2 separate regions of the Rattus norvegicus genome follow, and region 2 is linked to region 1. The links are chromatin contacts, called in public Hi-C maps. All regions are on one chromosome and are shown on one strand. Each heading gives the region's core, a stretch centred on a gene start, on an enhancer-like site or on the middle of the called end of the contact. The rest is flanking DNA. Distances are from core to core; before and after follow the strand shown. Region 1 holds the start of Ppp2r2b (protein phosphatase 2, regulatory subunit B, beta). Region 2 has its middle 63 kb from the start of Ppp2r2b.

The links. Hi-C and Micro-C count contacts between places; a contact is called where the count stands out from the background.
Region 2: a contact with region 1 is called in a Hi-C map of liver, with 4 times the contacts expected there. The contact joins the enhancer-like site here to the promoter of Ppp2r2b in region 1. A contact is called at or near these places in 4 of 12 Hi-C or Micro-C datasets (hepatocytes, kidney and liver).

Annotation. Positions count from the first base shown.
Region 1 is chr18:35,162,148-35,166,329 of GRCr8, forward strand. It overlaps Ppp2r2b (protein phosphatase 2, regulatory subunit B, beta), which reads right to left and starts at 2,869. Exons shown (of 9, transcript NM_001402382.1): 1 at 2,109-2,869. The coding sequence starts at 2,178.
Region 2 is chr18:35,225,578-35,230,137 of GRCr8, forward strand. It overlaps a transcript of Ppp2r2b not described here. Among named protein-coding and RNA genes, the nearest start is that of Ppp2r2b, 63 kb to the left of the region's middle. Within about 2 kb of position 1,769, at least 14 of the 93 cell types and tissues checked have an H3K27ac peak or open chromatin away from gene starts, as enhancers often do. A contact at or near this core is called in hepatocytes and liver, where this site is marked.

The DNA.
Region 1 (4,182 bases), core at 1,619-4,118:
CAAAACAAGAACAACAATAAACCCCAAACTTTTGGTGAGGAGAATTCTGTCTAATTGGATTTGGTGCTCTCCCTGGGCATGCTGGTTCATCAGAAGGGGTGGGAAGACTCTTTCCTTACTGTCTGAACACATACTCCATGAAATGCAGAGACCAAGACTACTAGAGAACTTCTTGCTTTGTCAAGCTTCTGCTCCATTTCTCCCTCTTCCCATGTCTTTACTAAGACCAGGTACAGGGGTGCAATAGATTGATTCATATATATCAGAAAAGGTTTAAAGCTCTTTGCTAAAAACCCATGCTTCATTGTTAAATATTCACCCCCAAAATTAGTATTCATAAAAATGCAATTAAATAGGTACCAAGGTAGTATTGGAAACAATAAAGGATGCTATCTTAAACTTCTTCCTTCTGCAAATGACATTCCTATACACCTGGTTTCAATTTAGTCACCTCCTTGGTTTGTTAGGTTTTCCCTTGCTTGCATAATGTAACAGAAGAAAACAGGAGGGTAACCTTTCTTTGTAGTCTCAAATACAAAGCTCCTTACCCACCACAAAGCTAACAGATCCGAAGACTGACCTCTCTGGTGGATGGCATGCCTAGATGTCATTGCTACCTGGTCATGCTCAGTCACAAAGCACAAAGACTTCTAATCACACCACTGCTGTGGAAATATTTTTAAGAATCAGCAAGAATGGTATTCATCGTGGGGCAGAGATGGGTGGACCATCTTTAAAAAATCATCTCTAAGGTTTCAGAGCTTACAGTGTGTCTGGGTACCATAGACATGTTGGGCTTGCTGGTCCCCAGACATGGTAATGAATACGAAAGTATTTTCAACAGCACTTGGGATTCTTCTGTCTAAAATTTCCAGAGATCTTTGCAGAGGGGGCCACCATTATCCCCACCCCTACATATGAGTCTTTTTATTTCCCTAAGAGCTGGCACTTTTACTTGATCCATGGCATTCTTCTGATGTGATTAAATATTACAGAAATTTTAGCATTCTAGAAGAAGAAACACGGGCTAACATGCCTTGCTGCATTTTCCCCAAGCACTTTCCCACGCGTTTTCTCACATGGCCATGGCCATAGGTCAATACAACACTTCCTTGCCGAAAATCAACATCTACAGGTAGAAAATAAAGCTCGAATGCAAAAGTTTTGTCATTCAAATAAAACTAAAACGTTTTTACTCAGTTCATACACAAAGGGCAGGAAGCAGTCCACCTGCTGACTTTCCCTGACTGCCTGCCCAGCATTTAGGCTGATGTCAGAGCGAGCTGGCTGAAAGGAGAGAGAGCCAGCAAGCGAGAGAGTGAGCGAACACAATTTCACCTCTTGGCAAAGCTCAGCTCGCTGAACCCTCCTGCTTTCTGCTGGCTGTTGATTCAGCAGAAAGTACTGCTGCAGAATTCATAATGGTGATTTTTAAAGGCCCCATGGATCCAGATCCCAGTTGCTCGCCCCACGTGTCAGCCTCGTTCTCTCGCCGCGAATCATGATTCCCCAGCTACCTTTTAAAATTTTCTGGCTATCGTACTTTCAAGGGGAGAGGGCTCCCCCACTTTTGCTAAAAGGCCGTTAGGGGGTTTTGATTGTCTGAGCAGGTAAACCAGCGAGCCAGAGAAATGAATGGGCAAGAAATGAAGCTATATTCTTACTGCAGTCACCGAGAGCCACACATCACTGTACCCAGAGAGGGGTGGACCAAGGTCTCACTGGGCCCCTCCCTTCTCATCTCAGTCCAAGATTCTTGTAAGCGTCTTGGGACAAGAAGGTGTCATCTGCTTCGTTGGGATCATCTGCCTGGGAGCCGCACCCTGAAAAGCCTCATCCCTAAAGGCCATTTTAACTCCCGGGAGCACCTGGTCCACCTGCTGCTGAACGTGGGGCACCAGTGACCGAGAGCCCGAGCCTGGATGGATGTGCCTTACCCCTAACCCCTCTGGCGGCTTGGGTGAGAGCCTAGCCTGAGCCTCCGCCCAGTGCTCCAGCCCTAGAGCCTGGAGGAGTCTCTGCCACTAGGCGCCGGGCCACTGGTGAAGCACAGCTATCCGCAACTTGCACCCGACCCCAGCGGCGGAATGCGGCCGAGCTGGCATTACCTTCGGTTGCATAGCTGTGGTCGCGCAGGAAACTGTTGTTGATTTTGCGGGTATCAATGTCCTCCTCCATTGACAGCAGGCTTACTTGCGTGGGAACCAGAAGCCGGCAGACAAGTATCCATGATCCCACCCCGCAGCCAGTCTCACAGGAGAGGGGGGCAGGGGAGCCAGTGGGACTGCACCATGGTCCAAGCCTGAGGAGGAGACGGGGAGGCGGAGAGAGAAGAAAATAAAAACCCGGCAATGGAGCTGTCACCTCCTCCACTCGGTTCTCCGCGGATGCGGTGGCTCCTCCCGCACGGTGCGCTCACTTCAGCTCCAATTCCCAGCGAGGATGCTGCGCCTGCCTCCTCTGCCTCTGGGTACCAGGAAGCTCTGTGTCCTCCACGAGGGGTCTGGTCCTGCCCGCCCACCCCGGAGACGTTCCCGAGTAGGGCTGGGGAGATGCCCAACAGGTTCCCCTTGGCAGGCAGCGGCTCCAAAATGCAAAAAATAAGAACCCTCCTCCCCCTGGGAGAGCGGGCAGCCGCGACAAAATGGTGCCTTTCCGGACCCACACTGCAGGGGCGAGATGGCAGGGGCAGGATTCAGGCTTGCCTTGCTGAGATGAGGGTGCTGGTCCCACGGGAGGGCGGCTCCCGCAGACGGGGGCTAGGGAAGCTGGCGGGGAGCTAGGCAGGGCGCTGTGGCCGGCGCCAGCGCTCTCACCCTCACACCCACAGGGGCGCACTCGCAGCTGCTGCTGGTGCTGCTGCTGCTGCAGGAGGCTGGAGGCGGCTGGTGCATTAAAAGCGAGGCTCCTCCCAACCGCGTCAGCAGCCCCAGGACTCTTCCCCAGTAGCAGTGGGAGTCCAGGCAGAGGCTGCGGCTGCTCTCTGCTGCAGAGGGGTGCAAGCAGCAGCCAAGGACACCTGGACAGCAAGTGGGAGCGTGCAGGTTCACTGAAAAGAAAAAGGCGTGGATGAGCTGTTCCAGTATCTCCCCTCTGGTGCCATACAGCCAAGGGTAGGGGCTGGCTTGTGCTCAGAGGCTCTTAGCTCACTCATTTGATCCTGACGCCTGCCTGCACTTCATTCAGGACAGTATTTAGTAGTAGGTTCCTTTGGGTAGAAGTCCGCATCTAGGTTCCTTTTGTTAACCGGATATGATGTAGACTGCCCCTTGTTGAAGTTCAAGGGTGAGGTCAGGAGCTCCAAGCCTGGAGAGAGCTAGAAGAGGAGCTTATTCAAAACTTAGCCCTTCAAGCTTGGAGTAGAAAGCAGAGCAGGGGCCAGAACTTTGATACTGCCATCATGGTCGATTCCTTTCCAAGCAGGCTAACATCTGTGAGAAGCTGGTGTTCAGAAACGTATCAGTGTCTACAGGCAGAGACAGTCTGCACAGTACAGGGCTGAGTTATGGGTCAATATACCCAGCCTGAAGAAGCACACTCTCTGTAGCCCTTTGTGTTTTGTTTTGAACAGACGGGTGGAGCTTCATGCTCAGTTGTTCGGACGCCTTCTGTGTGCCCTCAGTATGCTAAGTCCTTGAATGCAGAGAGGAGGCAGGGACCAAGGTGAACCACTATGATCCAGATGGAATTTAAGGGCACAAAAGGGGGTACCCCGTCTTCTCACTTCAACTCAGAGGAAAGGCAGGGTTCACTTTCCAGTCCACATTTCCCCAAATTGCAAATACTACATTTGAAAGAGTATGATATCGATGCTGTTATGAAACATAAAATAATTCAGTGGCGCAGTTCAAACCACTAGATGAGCAATTTGGAGAAGAACTTTCCTCATGAAGTACTGTTCATTTCTATGGGTGTCACTGTAGGGAGAGACATCAGCAAATGTCTTGCTCAGTTAAGCTCTGCGAGTTTAGCCAGATGGGCCCTGAGGGACCCGTGAGTTAATTATATACATACAATGAATGCTTCAGCTAACACAATTTAGAAAGTATTTGAAGTTCCAAAACGGGCTGGGGGGGGGGGGCAAGTCCTTAACTGAGGCTGGGAATTGCCACTAGGTTTCTAAGAAAAAAATAGATGTTTCTGGTGGGTGGAAAATGGTATTGTTTACAAGTCCAAAAAGTA
Region 2 (4,560 bases), core at 519-3,018, 62 kb after region 1:
TTATTCTTTTACTACTTATTCTAAACATTTGGGTTAAGTGGGACTATAAATGGAGAAACTCAGTACATTCCTGTTCACCTTTTCAATAGATCAGGTTTCTTTAATAGAGAGCTGTCTATTACTTCACAGAACGAGCGTTCAGGAAGGCAAGGCTGATCTGACGGTGAGCAGCCTTTCAGCTTCAGTGTGCAGAGTTAATTGAATTTCTATACATTCTTGGTAAAACCACTTCCTTTCTCTCCTGAAAACAGACTATGGATTTTGGGAAAGTAAATGGCTTTGTACGGTTAACCCTGACTCTATTCTCATCAAGGGCAGCACTGATGAACATGGATCTTGCAAGCAGCAAAGACATCCAGTTCATTCGCAGACCATCTCAGAGCCTTTTAGAGTGGACTCTGAGTTAAGAACCCCTTGGAGAGGCAGTAATCACAATGTGATTTTAAAAAAAATAGTAAACAGCCTAAGCACAGACTGGGACAGCCTTTCCCCAGGGAAATTCTGTAAGGACACATGAGATGTTCCACATCACACAATGTCTTCAGATAAAATGAAGACAGTATTCCCAAGCATCTTCCCCCTGGCCTCCCAGAGACTCAAGACTGAGGAGCACCAGTCTTTACACGGTGTCCACTGGGTCAGTGAGTGATTCTACACCAACCCCTGTTCTAAGAGAGGCAGTGCCAATCAATGCCTTGTCTTGATGGATGTGAGTTTATGCCAGTGATTTGCTATTTAACTTCAGAGAGCAGCCTCCTCTTCCTTATCTCTTTACATAAGCAAATGAATACAAATTAAAGTTTTAATCTCAAACTGAAACGTCAATGGTATTTTCACTACAAGGAGTTTCATAATGGTCTCATTACCGTTCCTAAGTGTAACACACTGAGGCGTTTAAATAGCTGAATTGTACTACATATATTCTTTGAGAACAGGTACCCAGGTAACCATGGCAATTCTGTCTCGAGGCAGGATGGGAGTGGGGTGGGAAACCATTTCATTAATTGAAGGGAAGGGTTTGAAAAGGGAATTATCAAGCTGTAGATCAGAGAGAGGGAGAAAGAGAAGAAAAAATACCGTACATTTCAGTCTTGTTTTTGTCTCATTATTAAATTATGTAACCTAGAGAAACTCAAAATGATTTGAAAGGTTCAGAGAAATTACAAGATTAAATGACAGTGCCATTCTTAGCCTTTCTACATTATTTTCAAGGTTGACCTGTACCAGATTTTATTTAGTTGGGCTTTTATATGGTTTGCTTGGAACCTGATATATCCTGAGAAGACAGAATTGTGGCCAGTGACCCAAAAGGAAGACCCACATCAGTAAGAGAGCTCTGTGGACTCAGTTAGAGACTTGCATGTTTCAAGGTGTTAGTACCTGGGAAAACTGTTCATCAGTAAGGTTTTTTTCAACCCAGCATCCCTGCCTTCCTATCTCTTGATAATTATCAAGATTAAAAGAACATTTTTGTTGTTTTAAACAAAAGGCAAGGAGATATTGAAAGAAAGGTATCTTGGTGACATGCTGAGAAGAAATGTCAGATCTGGGTTTTCAGCTCAGCTTTCACTGTAGGGCTGCTGCGAACCAGCGTAGGATGGGCATCTGGGATTTCACTCAGTGTGCCCGTGCAGCTTGCAGCTTTGACAAACATGCCAGTGGGCAGTTTAGGATTTGTGAAAACCCAATTGCCCAAATAAACAATCTGACCTCTAAGGCAGGTAGGCTATACTTGTGGAATCTCTTTTCCAGTCAGGCCAACACAGAGCACTGTGGTGCCCCAGGTGACTCCCTCCCACCCCCAAAGAACATCTGATTCAGTGCTCTCTGCACAGTCGGCCATTGGGTAATGCAGGTAGAAAAAGAGACAATGTCAGGTGCAACTATTACCAAACAGGGAAGTCAAGACTCAAATACATTTTGTAGATTCATTCCTCCAAGGGTAAATCCACTTCTAGTCAGTCACTGGGACAGGCAACATTATTTACAGACCTCAGGAAAGCAACCTAAAACTGGGTGGATAATTATTAACCAAATGGATTTCATTTTAAAACAAACATTTCTTTCTGCCAAACAGATTTTTGTTTTGGAAAGCAGCTAACTCTGGAGAACGGGGCCAGAAATTGCCGTCTGCATTACAATAGCTCTTTGGGTGCTATCCAACTGCAGCATGCTCACCACCTTGCTCTGCTCGCAACCCAGAGGCTCTTGGTTACAGGGAGCTGCAGCTGCTGCTTATGGAGCTTCCAGGCTGCAGCACCTGCAGAGACAATGGTGAATGGGCTGTCAGAGGACCTGTTTTCTTAGGGTGCAGAGAACACTAAGGCAGGCACTCTCAGCTTTGTTATCATAGGTGACCCCTTGCCCGTGAGATCTCTGGGATAGGCAAGGCGTGTCATGTGGGCTTCTACCAGTAATGTTTAACTTAGACAAATATTGGCTCTGGGCAATGAATGAGGGTGACCAGAAGGCCGAGTGAGTGAAATTTCTCACATCTGGTTTGCTATGAGTTTATTTTTTTAAATCTCTTTAGTTTTTATTTAACTGTGTGAGTGTGTGTGTGTGTGTGTGTGTGTGTGTGTGTGTGTGTGTGTGTGTGCCTGCCATCAGTTCATGTTTAACATTTGTGGACATGTAACAGGGGAGGACAGAATAGGGTATCAGATCACAAGGAACTAGAATTATGTGGTTGTGAGCCACCTCATGGGTGCTCAGAAATGAACCCAGGCACTCTGTAAGAGCAGCACATGCTTTTAACCGTGGAGCCATCTCTCCAGCCCCCACCTTTTAGTTTTTGAGCCAACCCTGCTATTAGTCACAGGGACTCTATAAAGTGATTCATTGAGAAGCTTTTTTTTTATTCCAGTGTTCCATTTTCTAAACTGCAGCCACTTAAGCCACAGTCTTCCATAAAAGAACATACAATTAGCCCGTAGCTAGCGTGGCAGAACTCCCCCAAGTGCACATTTCAGCTTTCTGCTTGCTATACTAAAGTCAGATATAAATGCCCTTTTCTTTCCCTCAAAAGCATCTGTGGAGAATTTTACTTGGCATGTGGCAGGGAGTGATGCTTGAATCCTTGGCAATTTGTAGCTTCCTTTCCAGTTCTGGGATCTAAGTACCCAACGTACATTCTGGTAAAGTTTCCTATTTGAGACTTGGTATAATCTGTTGTGTTGCTTTTCAGACCCCAAAGGCTGTTTGCTTAGTCTTGGTGCATCTGATGACCGTAGGTATCTACTGCAAGTGGTGAGTATTTTTATTATCTGAAATCACAGTAGAGCCTCTAGGTCAAGAGATTAGGATTTGTCACTGTATGTGGCTAGATGCAGAGTTGTGTGGCATCTATACAACCATTTCCTAGGTCTGATTTGCATTGCAAATTAAGATGCTAACCAGAGGTCCTGAGGAAAGAATATAAATAAAACATGGCATCACTACTGCATGCTCAATTCATGCCAGAGGAGGCCACTACCACCATCAGAGAGGACGGTTGCCATCTAAACAAAGTGGTTTGGGCAGGTGCAGGGTCTGTTGGGATAGCTTGGGAAAATACTCCTCCAGAAGGAGGTTTTCTCTAGGATCTCAAAGCCAGATTCCTAATCCTGTGCTTTATTCTATTTCACATTCAACTGAAGGAGATCCAGCAGCCTGCCCCTCAGTTTGGACTTCAGTATGAATGAGTAGAGCTCCCCAGAAGGTCTTGTATAAAAGCTCATCATTTGAATGTAAGAATAATATTCCATATGATACCGAAGCCTTGTTTACAGGCAACATATGGGCCTTTCAGAAGCTGAACTCCTACTCTGGTAGATACTCCCTAGATTTCTGTCCCTCGTTTCACCCTCTTCCTGTGGCAACATGTCTATCTGGGAGAAGTCTGTTCTTTGCGTGCTTTGTGACTTTTCAAAGACAGGGCATGTGTTTTAGGTTGAGCTGATCAGTGCATTCCAAACTCTGATCACAGACAAGGACTGGAAAGGGACTCACGTCTGACCGATCAGTGTCAATGAAGTCCATGTCTGCTTCTGAAATGAGGACAAGGAAGACCCTTGGTTGCTGATCCTTCAGAGCCCTGAGTGTGAGATGACAGGCTTGGGCTGTAGCCAGAGAGAAGAGCCAACAGACAGAAGCCAAGGTGTGGGAGCAGATGAAGGCACAGAGTGCCAAACTAAGATTTGGTCCAAAGCCTTATCCCCTAATGCCTGAGGGCAGCCGGCTTTGACTCTACTGAGGCAATACATCCTTCTTGCTGCTCTGGTTTGTTTGGGTCAGGCTCTCTGTGAGAGATGTAATGGCTATCCCCACCTTCCCCAACATCTTTTAGCATCTAAATATCCATCTCTCCCTTATTGGAATGACCAAATGAATATGACTGACCCACATAACTCATAGTCTGGATTCCCACTTCTGTGATGCTACCACATTGCTAGGAATGTCCTCTGTTTCCTCTCTGTCTCATGGCCAAATACCACTTAACACCCTTCATGGTTTGGCTATAGCAGCTCCAGCAGGCAGTCATAAACACTCTTCCCTGTCCTCTGTGCAAGCCAAGCTGAA